Regions from separate parts of the Sus scrofa genome. Here region 2 is linked to region 1. The links are chromatin contacts, called in public HiChIP or PLAC-seq maps. All regions are on one chromosome and are shown on one strand. The core of a region is the stretch at or near the end of the contact, and the rest is flanking DNA. Distances in the headings are between cores, read along the strand shown.

Evidence for each region. HiChIP or PLAC-seq counts read pairs in DNA pulled down with a chosen protein or histone mark.
Region 2: a contact with region 1 is called in an H3K27ac HiChIP or PLAC-seq map of skeletal muscle, with 6 times the contacts expected there. The contact joins two enhancer-like sites. A contact is called at or near these places in 1 of 47 Hi-C or Micro-C datasets (embryonic fibroblasts) and 1 of 2 datasets of contacts at active chromatin or transcription factors (skeletal muscle).

Annotation. Positions count from the first base shown.
Region 1 is chr1:169,448,047-169,452,978 of Sscrofa11.1, forward strand. It overlaps MYO9A (unconventional myosin-IXa), which reads right to left. Exons shown (of 44, transcript XM_021100912.1): 21 at 3,515-3,625; 22 at 2,536-2,658; 23 at 16-165. Among named protein-coding and RNA genes, the nearest start is that of NR2E3, 92 kb to the left of the region's middle. Within about 2 kb of position 3,080, at least 3 of the 83 cell types and tissues checked have an H3K27ac peak or open chromatin away from gene starts, as enhancers often do. A contact at or near this core is called in skeletal muscle, where this site is marked.
Region 2 is chr1:169,631,502-169,636,593 of Sscrofa11.1, forward strand. No RefSeq gene overlaps it. Among named protein-coding and RNA genes, the nearest start is that of SENP8, 37 kb to the left of the region's middle. Within about 2 kb of position 1,815, at least 24 of the 83 cell types and tissues checked have an H3K27ac peak or open chromatin away from gene starts, as enhancers often do. A contact at or near this core is called in skeletal muscle, where this site is marked.

The DNA.
Region 1 (4,932 bases), core at 1,830-4,329:
TCCTTTGCTTCCCACCTGGATGATAATGGATGCCTGCCTCAGATGGAGGAAATGCTGCCTACACAGCAAGACCCTGAACCATCGCTGCAACAATATGATTCTGCGGAGCACCTCTTGGTGAAGCAGATCTTGTAGGTGCTGTCGTTCCTGCTCCTTTAGGAATACCTACCAGAAGGAAAAAAGATGAGGAATATAGCTAAAGAAGAAATGAGAAATTTAGTTCATACATCATCATTCCTGTGGTAAGCTTTTTAGAGAACAGATACTGAGGCAGATATGTACATGCAGTACTAATAAATATTTCTATCAATTTATCCAAGGTAGTCACTCTCAGGAGTTTGCTGGTGGCTCAGCAGGTTAAGGATCCAGCATTGTCACTGCTGTGGCTCAGGGTCACTGCTGTGACATGGGTTTGATCCCTATCCTGGGAACTTTCATATGCTGCAGGTGAAGCCAAAAAACAAAAATAAAACAAACAAATAAAACAAAAACCCTAAGTAGTGATTCTCAAATTGGAAAGGAGACATTAGAATAGAGAAGGGGAAATGGAAATATGAGCCAATGTAGTAGCAGTAATAGGTCATATTTTTCAAGGATGTTTGAGTGGGAGGGAAAAAAGATGACAATTATAGATTTTAAAGTTGATGATCATAACATGAATAAACCAATAATAATAGTCCTTTTGAAACCCAGTATGCATCAAAGACCTCTTGCTGTCCAAAGCTATTAAGCAGTTTATTTATTTACTTCATTCTATTTTAAATCTTTAGGGATACAGGGGATACAAAGATAATAAACATAGTCTCTTTGAAAACAGGATTTGCACTTCAACATTAAGAGCAGGTAGTTTTTTGTTTGTTTTTTTTTTTGTCTTTTTGCCATTTCTTGGGCTGCTCCTGCAGCATATGGAGGTTCCCAGGCTAGGGGTCGAATTGGAGCTGTAGCCACGGGCCTACGCCAGAGCCACAGCAACGTGGGATCCGAGCTGAGTCTGCGACCTACCCCACAGCTCACGGCAACGCCAGATCCTTAACCCACTGAGCAAGGCCAGGGATTGAACCTGCAACCTCATGGTTTCTAGTCAGATACATTAACCACTGAGCCATGACGGGAACTCCTAAGAGCAGGTAGATATTTAAAATTACATATATTTAAGGCATAGAATGTGATATTTTGATGTATGTATATATTTTTTAATTTTAATTTTAATTTTTGGCTGCATGCAGAAGTTTCCAGGCCAGTGATTGAACTCTAGTCACAGCAGTGACCTGTGCCACAGCAGTGATAATGCAGGATCCTTAACCTGCTGCACCGCCACAGAACTCCTTGATGTATGTATAAACATTGTGAAATGATTACTCCAATCATACTAATTAACATATCTATCACCTCCCATTTTGGTCAAAAATAAAAAAACATTTTTTAAAAGTACAGATAGATAGTAGATGCCCAAAGAGGAAAACAGTAGGCTAACAAAGGCAAGAGACAGAGGACACCTAGCTAAGCAAAACAAGGAGTTAGAAATGAGAATAAAGACACATACTGAGGACAACAGAACAATTAATAGTGTGAAGTCACAAAATGAAGGTCCTTGAAAATAAGAAAGATGTTTACATTTAATGAGGAGGTTATCAGGGGATTGTTACTGTGCAGGAAACCAATCTAAAAATTATATATATTAAGATGATGATTTTCGGAGTTCCCATTGTGGTTCAGTGGGTTAATAATCTGACTAGTACCCTGTAAGGATGTGGGTTCGATCCCTAGTCTCACTCAGTAGGTTAAGGATCCAGTGTTGCCACCATCTGCAGTGTAGGTCACAGACATGGCTCGGCTCCAGTGTTGCTCTGGCTGTGGCTAGCAGCTACAACTCTGATTCAACCCTTGGCCTGGGAACTTCCATATGCTGCAAGTGCAGCCCTAAAAAGCAAAAAAAAGAGAGAGAGATGATTTTGATACTATGGGTAGAGCGAGTTTAATGGAATGACAAACAGAATGACATCAAATGATGGATCTATTTACTTTAAGAGAAATGTGTGAGAGCTAAGAAACAGAACTAAAATGTAAAGAGTAGGAAAAGAGAAAAAGGGAGAGATGTAAGAATCATTTATAAGGAAAAAAAAGAGAAACAGAACTTTGTAAAATGATTAAAGTGAAGATAAGCCAAATATGATTATGGTTTCTAGCCTAAGAAACTAGAAGAAAGGTGACAGAGAAAAAGAGTAGTTGATGAATTAAAGATAGTAGGGGAATCTGAATAAGGTTATTTTGGGGAAATTGAGTAAAAAAATTATGTTAGAATATAAGGGAAAGATGATTTTTAGGCAGTTAAAATTATAGGCAGAACTAGAGCATTGGCTGTAAACTCTTTTTACTAATACTGACTATATTATTAAGTAAAAATCTTGGCCTAATCAATGCCCTTATGATATCTGTTACACTATCATTCTTATAAACATTCTCCTAGGCAAAGACTGCCATTATTACTTAAAGTAAAAAATGCACTCAATTTTGACAGGGATTATATATATTTACCATGGATTTTCCAACTTGATAATTATCTGGATTAAGATTTATTTTCCTGAAGAAATCCTGAATGTTAAATTTGGATGGAATAATATTTCGGGAAAGAAGCACGTGGAAATGACTCACAAAATCCTGAAAAATGAAAAGAAACCATTATAAAATCACAAGAGAATTAAACGTAAAAAAGATTCTAAACTAGTTAATTGTCCTTTTACTAATCCTTTTCTCCTTAAACAGGATGAAAACAAGAAATTACCTGTTAATCTAAAATATTATAAAAGGCTAATTAGTAAAAAGAGAGATAAGTGATTTCTACAAATTTTGTTATCAAAGGAGAATGAAAGAAGAGCAGAAACTAATTCTCCCTTTGAGAAAGCTGTATTAAAGACCAAAGAAAAAGTTACTTCATCACAATCTGAATTTTTTTAGCAAAAAAAGAAGCAAAAGTGGCGCTATTTCAGGGTATGACTGAGAATGAAGCTTTCCCTCAACAGTAAAGACCTGCTCAGCTGCTAAAAAGTTTCAAAACAATTTCTAAACCCACAGCAGCAGTAGATATGTAGATAAAAATAGCTATGAGCTTTGCTGGCAGCCTCCAACGAAAGAAAATTCTGCTGATTAAACTTTAGGGAAAACCAAGGAGGATTCTTCTTTTGAACTAGATAGCTTGAACTGAAGTATTTCAATTATTAGAATAATCACTGTGAAGAACTGCTATGTTATCAGTAAATTTATATTAGCAAACAGTTCAGATTAAATGAGAATAGACAAGTAGTGGATTCTATTACAACACAAGCTGTATGAGATTGCTGCCACTCAATGGAAATGAGTATTCTCTATCCCTCTTTAATTCTGCATACAAAAGATGGAATGGAAAGGAAGAATAAAGAGAAACAAACAAGTGAGCCCCAAATTTAAAAAAAAAAAAAAAGACATAGGAATAATTTACTTGATGTACACATATATTTAAATATCACTAAAGCATAACCTGGAAAGAGTATTTGCAGCTGTAGCCTGACTGGCGAATTCGAACTGTCTCCAGCATCCCAGTGTACCGAAGCTGTCTAAGTACCAAGGCATCATTGAACCTTAATGGCAACTAAAACAAAGCAAATGGAAAAAAGATCAACCCAGAAGAACAGATCTCCAAATTAATGTTTGTCATAAATAGTTAAGTTGTGAATTTCTAAGAACTGACTGGAGGTTGTCTGGTTAAGACGCATTAGAGGCAACAGGACAATCTTACCTCCCCAAAGGTAGCTTTGACTCTAGGGAAAAAGGAGGCACCCATCTTCCAGATTCTCTAGTTGCAGAAGCAGAGGACCTTTAAAGGTCAAAAGGATGAAGTTGCCCACAAGCCACATAGTTTAGTCACTATGTGACAAGATTAACCTGTCTGTAACAATTTGTAACAAGATTAACCTATATATACTCAAGACTTCTGTATTTTTGTTTTTAATTATCCATAATCTCACTCAGAAACTACCTTCCCCACACTCTTTCAGTTAACTGAGAGCTGATAGATTCTTCTTCCATGATTAGCATAAGATTAAGACGAGCTTATTTCCCTAGTTTTTGCTGATGATACTGGTATGACGCAATGAAAAACAAAAAATTCCTACAGTCCTTGAGAATTGATCTCTCATTGCATTGACATTGACAGAGAAGGGGCTCATGGAAGGTATTCACTCATCACCAGTTACAACACTCTGTCAATCCCAGGTATCTTAGAGGCATGCTTTTAGACTTTCAAAAAAGGATGTATTTTGAGCTTCTGATATTTCTCTCTATTCTCTAAACATCATTTTCAATTATCCACTAAGACAACCCCAGACATTTTCCTACGGAGAGATGGGGTATATTAGCTGTCAAGAAAAAAAAAAAAATTAAGTGGGCAAGTTATATTAAATAATAACAGCAGTTAACATTCATTTAGTACTTACTCTGTGCCCTTAAATACTTCATTAATTGAACTCTTTGTTTAGCAAGTTCTCAACAATAGGGACTCAAACTTCCATTTATTTTTTTATTTTTTATTTTTTTTTTTTGTCTTTTTGCTATTTCTTTGGGCCGCTCCCGCGGCATATGGAGGTTCCCAGGCTAGGGGTCTAATCGGAGCTGTAGCCACTGGCCTACACCAGAGCCACAGCAACGCAGGATCCGAGCCGCGTCTGCAACCTACACCACAGCTCACGGCAACGCCGGATCGTTAACCCACTGAGCAAGGGCAGGGACCGAACCCGCAACCTCATGGTTCCTAGTCGGATTCGTTAACCACTGCGCCACGACGGCAACTCCTCAAACTTCCATTTAAATGTAAATAAAACAGTTTCCTTTTTGTCACTATAAAAGAATAGCTAACTTTTCCTAAAGCTAGTATGGCTGGGAACATTCTAAACACTATAG
Region 2 (5,092 bases), core at 565-3,064, 180 kb after region 1:
AAGGGCGAATGCAAACCTAGTAAAACTACAGATCAGTTGCTTCTCTGCCTGCAGACAGATGGAGCATTCCTTATTCAAAGTGGCCGTTAAGTAAGATGTGACTTAGAGGGTGAGGGGTAGAGAGAGAAATCCTGATATCAGCCACTTTCTTGCTAATGAGTTGAGAAAACATTATCTGTAGCTTTGGAGTATCCTCTAGAGGTTTCTAATATGCAGAATGATCTACTTCTGAAGTCTCTTTTTTCTAGGCCGTTAAGTTCTTTGGCATTAATGATGAATTTCCTATGGCAAAGAAAGCATTTTGACTTTTGTCAGCTGTTTTAAACATCAATAGATTGATGCAGTTGGTTGAAACTACCTGCCAACATTCTGAGGCCCAAGCCCTTACCTCCTGCCTTCTAGACAGGCAACTTTGCTCCCCAGGGGACATCTGGCAAAATCTGGAGATGTTTTTGGTTGTCACAAGTGGGGTAGGGAGGTGCTACTGGCATCAGGTGGGCAGAGGCCAAGAATGTGGCTAAGCACCCTGCAATGCCCAGGATAGCCCCCCTCTAACAAAGAGTTATGCTGTCCAAACGTCAGTAGTGCTAAGGTTGAGAAATCATGATCTAGACTGTTCTGGTGGGCTTTTACTCTACCTCATGCCCCACTGCCAAACCTACAATCCTAAACCATCACATTTTTCCATCACTCTTGAGCTCCAGCCTGAAAGATGGAGTCTCCTTCCCACCCTGGCATTTAGATCCTGAGGGATTTTGATTACTTCTGTATCCATTCCTCAGGACGAACTCTGCTTCTTGTAAGGTTTCATCAGCACCATACTCCCTCTGCACTACCATGCTTCTACTGATGTTACCCACCCCCCAAACACATCCTGTGAGGTTCCTCCCTCATCTCTCCTCTGATCCAAATCTTACTCATCTTTTGGAGCCCACACATGTGGCACACCCCTCTGCCACTGAGTCAGTCTGTACCACTCCCTTTTGTACTTATCAGGGCTCACATGTCTTACACTGTTACATAGCTATTCCCCCTATCCTGTCTCCTCAAAAAACCCTTTGAAGGGATCCATATTGTATTTCTGTTCTATCAGTCTCCGTTCCCACAGCATAAGGTTTGAAAACTGTATTGTTGTACTGTATTGTTTGACTTGTAGTGAGAGTCAAAGGAGCATAAAAAGCACCTGTATAGGGCCCAGTACCCAGTGGGGTGCTCAGAAAATGATAGAATCATAGTATCTATCGAAGCATACATTCAGGAGTCCATAGAAAGTGCTTAATAAATCTTTTAAATGTAATTACTGACTGGAGAGAGCATGCATTCAGGCTAGCCTGTATTTGGAACCAACAGCAAAGAAAAACTTCCATCAGAAATCCTACACCCATTAACACGCCTTCATGCTAGAGTGAATCCAGGAGCAGTGGGTGTCACATTTTCCCAAAGAGGAGCCCAAGCCAACCTTTCTGCATTTTAACAAGTTAATGAACAGCTTGTGAGTAACACTTTGCCCACTCTGTCCCAATTTAGAAGGCTGCCAAAAGGATAAAATGTCAATATGCCACTTTCTGCTTTGCTGGGGTGCCAGCTGCGTCCTGCTGAAGTGCTTTTGCCCTCAGCCACTGGAGAGTCTGATGTCCTTAGAGAATTCAGTACCAGTGGGATGAGTCTGCAGTGAGGGCCCGGCCTTTCCTCAAACGGAAGAGAGCCTTGTCTCAGATCCTGTGAGAAGTGAGTGGGGCATGGTATTCCGAGCAGCCCAGGGTTGGCTCTTGGCCAGGTACTGAGTGGCAAACAAGAAGGAACACATTCCAGGAAGGCAAGGAGCCCTGCCAACGCCAAGGCAGCCTGGCCAGCAGGGCCTGCTGGGCGCCAGGTGCTCCTCAGCCCTGTGGAGGTCAGGCATGCAGAGGATGAACTCAGGTTTCTCTGGATTATCATTTCAGAGGCTTAAACGCCTCTCTCTCTTCACTTTCAGTAGGCAAAGCATATGTTTATTAAATTTGAATCCTCTTTGCTCTGGGGTCCAGCCCCTTATCTTTAAATGAAGGTGGGAAGAGAAAGAGTGAAATCTTTATTGTAATTCTGTGCCCTAATTAAGAAAAGATGCTATTGACAGTGAGGGCAAAGCAGGGGGAAAGCCTGGAGTTTGTGTGCCCTTGTTGGAAGCTGAGCTCTCCACTCTTCCCTAGGCCCCTCTACACCACACACACACGCACACACTTGTTCTTCACACCTGCCACTTCTGCCTTCTGAATGACCTAACCTCAGAACATCTGCAGAACCCTTGGGAATGAATGTTCGCCTCAGAATCACCTCAGGCCTTTCCCCTAGGATATGAAAGAAAAGGAGAGAGAAGAGAAAGGACCAAAGTGGAATGATGAGAAATGGCCACAGAAGCCTAGGAACCTGCCCATCTTCCCTTTTGCCACTGCCTGGGACTGGAGATTCATTTGGGAAAGAATGAAATCTGTCCCTCACTGCCGTGTCCCCAGTTCCTGGTGTACTTTGCTGCCATCTAGTGGCCCAGTGGTATCTCAGCCTGTCAGAGCAAGATGAACCTACAGATCTGGCCTGTCCCAGCCTGAGGCTGATAGGAGAGGCTTCTCTGAGAAGCTTCTCTGCCCTAGGATGCTCTGATTCTGCAGCCAAGCTTCTAGGAGAGCAGAATAACAGGGTCACAACATAACCCAGCTTGATATGTGTCCTAATGCCATGACCACCAGGTGGGAGGGCCAGGGCTGGCTGGCTGGCTAGTTGGGTCCTGGAAATGGAGATGCGGGCAGTTTCTTACTCCCAGAATGTCTGGTGAGCAGCAGTTCTCTCAGAGCCCACCTCACTCATAAATGCCCTTTTTATGAAAACTCCTGCCCCCTCCCACAACCCTTCCTCTTCTGACTAAAGCCCGTGTCACAGAACTGAGGCTCCTCCATGAAATGTATGTATCCCTCCATCTTTCCAAATGTAAAGCAGTTATTTCTCCTTCATAAAGTTAGCTCAACTTAATATGATGATGTGCCCTCTCTGTGGTGCAGGTGCTATGAACAACTCCCTAGGAATAGTGATGTGGGGTGTATGGCCACATTCTTCTGCGTATTATATTCACATGTTTATTTCCTCTAGCAAAAAAAAAAAAAAAAAAGCATTTGGTTTCAGCAACTGCTGATTCTACCAACTCCAGATTTTCAGATCTGAGCTGCAGCATTCAGGGAATGTATAAAATCCAAACTCCCTTCTCCTGCCTACCTCTCCAACCTCTTTTCCTTTTATTGTGGTAAAATACATATAAAAGTTATTAATCATTTTTAAGTGTATAGCTCCACAGTATGAAGTACATTCACATTGTTGTGCAACCATCATCACCATCTCCAGAACTGTTTATCTTATAAAACTGAAACTCTATACACATTAAACAATAACTCTCAATTCTCTTCCCTCTAACTCATGGCAACCACCATTTCTGCTTTCTGTTTCTATGAATTTCAGTAGTGAGGTTCCACTAGGTACCTCACATAAGTAGAATCATACAGTATTTGTCTTTTTGTGACTGCCTTATTTGATTTAGCATAATGTCCTCTAGGTTTATCTATGTTGTAGCTTGTGTCAAGACTCTTCCTTTTGAAGGTTGAATAGTATTCCATTGCATGTGTACACCTCATTTTGTTTATCCATTTATCTGTCAGTAGACACTTGGATTGTTTCCACCTTTTGGATTATTGTGAATACACTGCTATGAACATGGGTGTATGGATAGCTCTTCAAGACCCACCTTTCAATTATTTTGAGTATATACCCAGAAGTGGAACATGGATCACATGGTAACTCTTTTTAAGTTTCTGAAGAACTGCCATATTGTTTTCCACAGTGGTTGCACCATTTAACACTCCTATCGTTAGTAAATAAAGGTTCCAATTTCTTTATATCCTCACACTTTCTGACGTTTCTTTGATAGTAGTCTTCCTAATGGATATGAAGTGGTATCTGGTTGTGGTTTTGATTTGCATTTCCCTAATTACCAGTGACACTGAGCATCTTTTCACGTGTTTGTTGGCCATTTGTATATCTTCTTTGCAGAAACGTCTATTCAAGTCCTTTACTGACTTTTAAATAGGTTGTTTATGGTTGCTGAGTTGACTCTCCAACCTGACTGGCATTCTAGACTCATGCAGATGGTCTTTCTGTTCATCAGAGACATAGGCATTCTTTCCTATCTTTTGCAGTTGCTAACTCTTGGCTAGGAATGCACTTTTCCACCTCCTCCCATGACTGGCTCCTCGTCCTTTAAAAACCAGCTTAAATGTCACTTCATGAAAACATTTTTGACCACCTATCTAAAGCCATCTCCCCATTTACTCTATTTCATGTCACTGTTTCTCTCCTTCTTGGAACTGGATCATAATCTATAATTACCTTGTTTGTTCACTTTTTACTTGGAACTTATGTTTACGTGGAATATGAGTGCGATAGGACATGAAGAGATGTTGCCTGACATGTTCACTGCTCTGTCCTTTGTGCCAAGCATAGTACCTTGCTCATAGTCTCGGCTCAGTATTTACTGAATGAACGAATCACTACTAGAGGGGGCCTCCCAAGGGGAGAAAGGCCATGTGGCCCACATTGGGAATTTAACCTAATCTAGGCTTAATATCGTAGAAAAGGACACAGGCATTTTCTAGCTCTCAGTTCCAGACTTTAATTCCTGAGTCAGAAGCACAGTACTATTTGAACCAGAGACATTGCTTTGGCATTACTCAGGAGAAACAGGGAAGCATGCTTAATGTCCACCCAACAGAGGCAGTAAGCTGTGATGGTTTGCTCTGGCCATCCTTACCATTCCCCATTTGCCTGAGTGTGTGTCAGCTCAGCTAAAGTTCTGTGTGATTTGCAGAGTACTTGGGGTTCCATCAGTCTCCTTGGTGCCAAATATGTCAGTACCTTCAGTGAGTAGCCAAAAGATAAAAATGAACTTCCCACACCACAAGCAGAACACTAGTGAAATTAGATTTTTTTAATTTAAAACTATTTTCAAAGACTTATGTCCTAGTGGAACAATTGAAGAATAGCTAACCAAACTCTCAGAGAGTTAAAGGAGCAT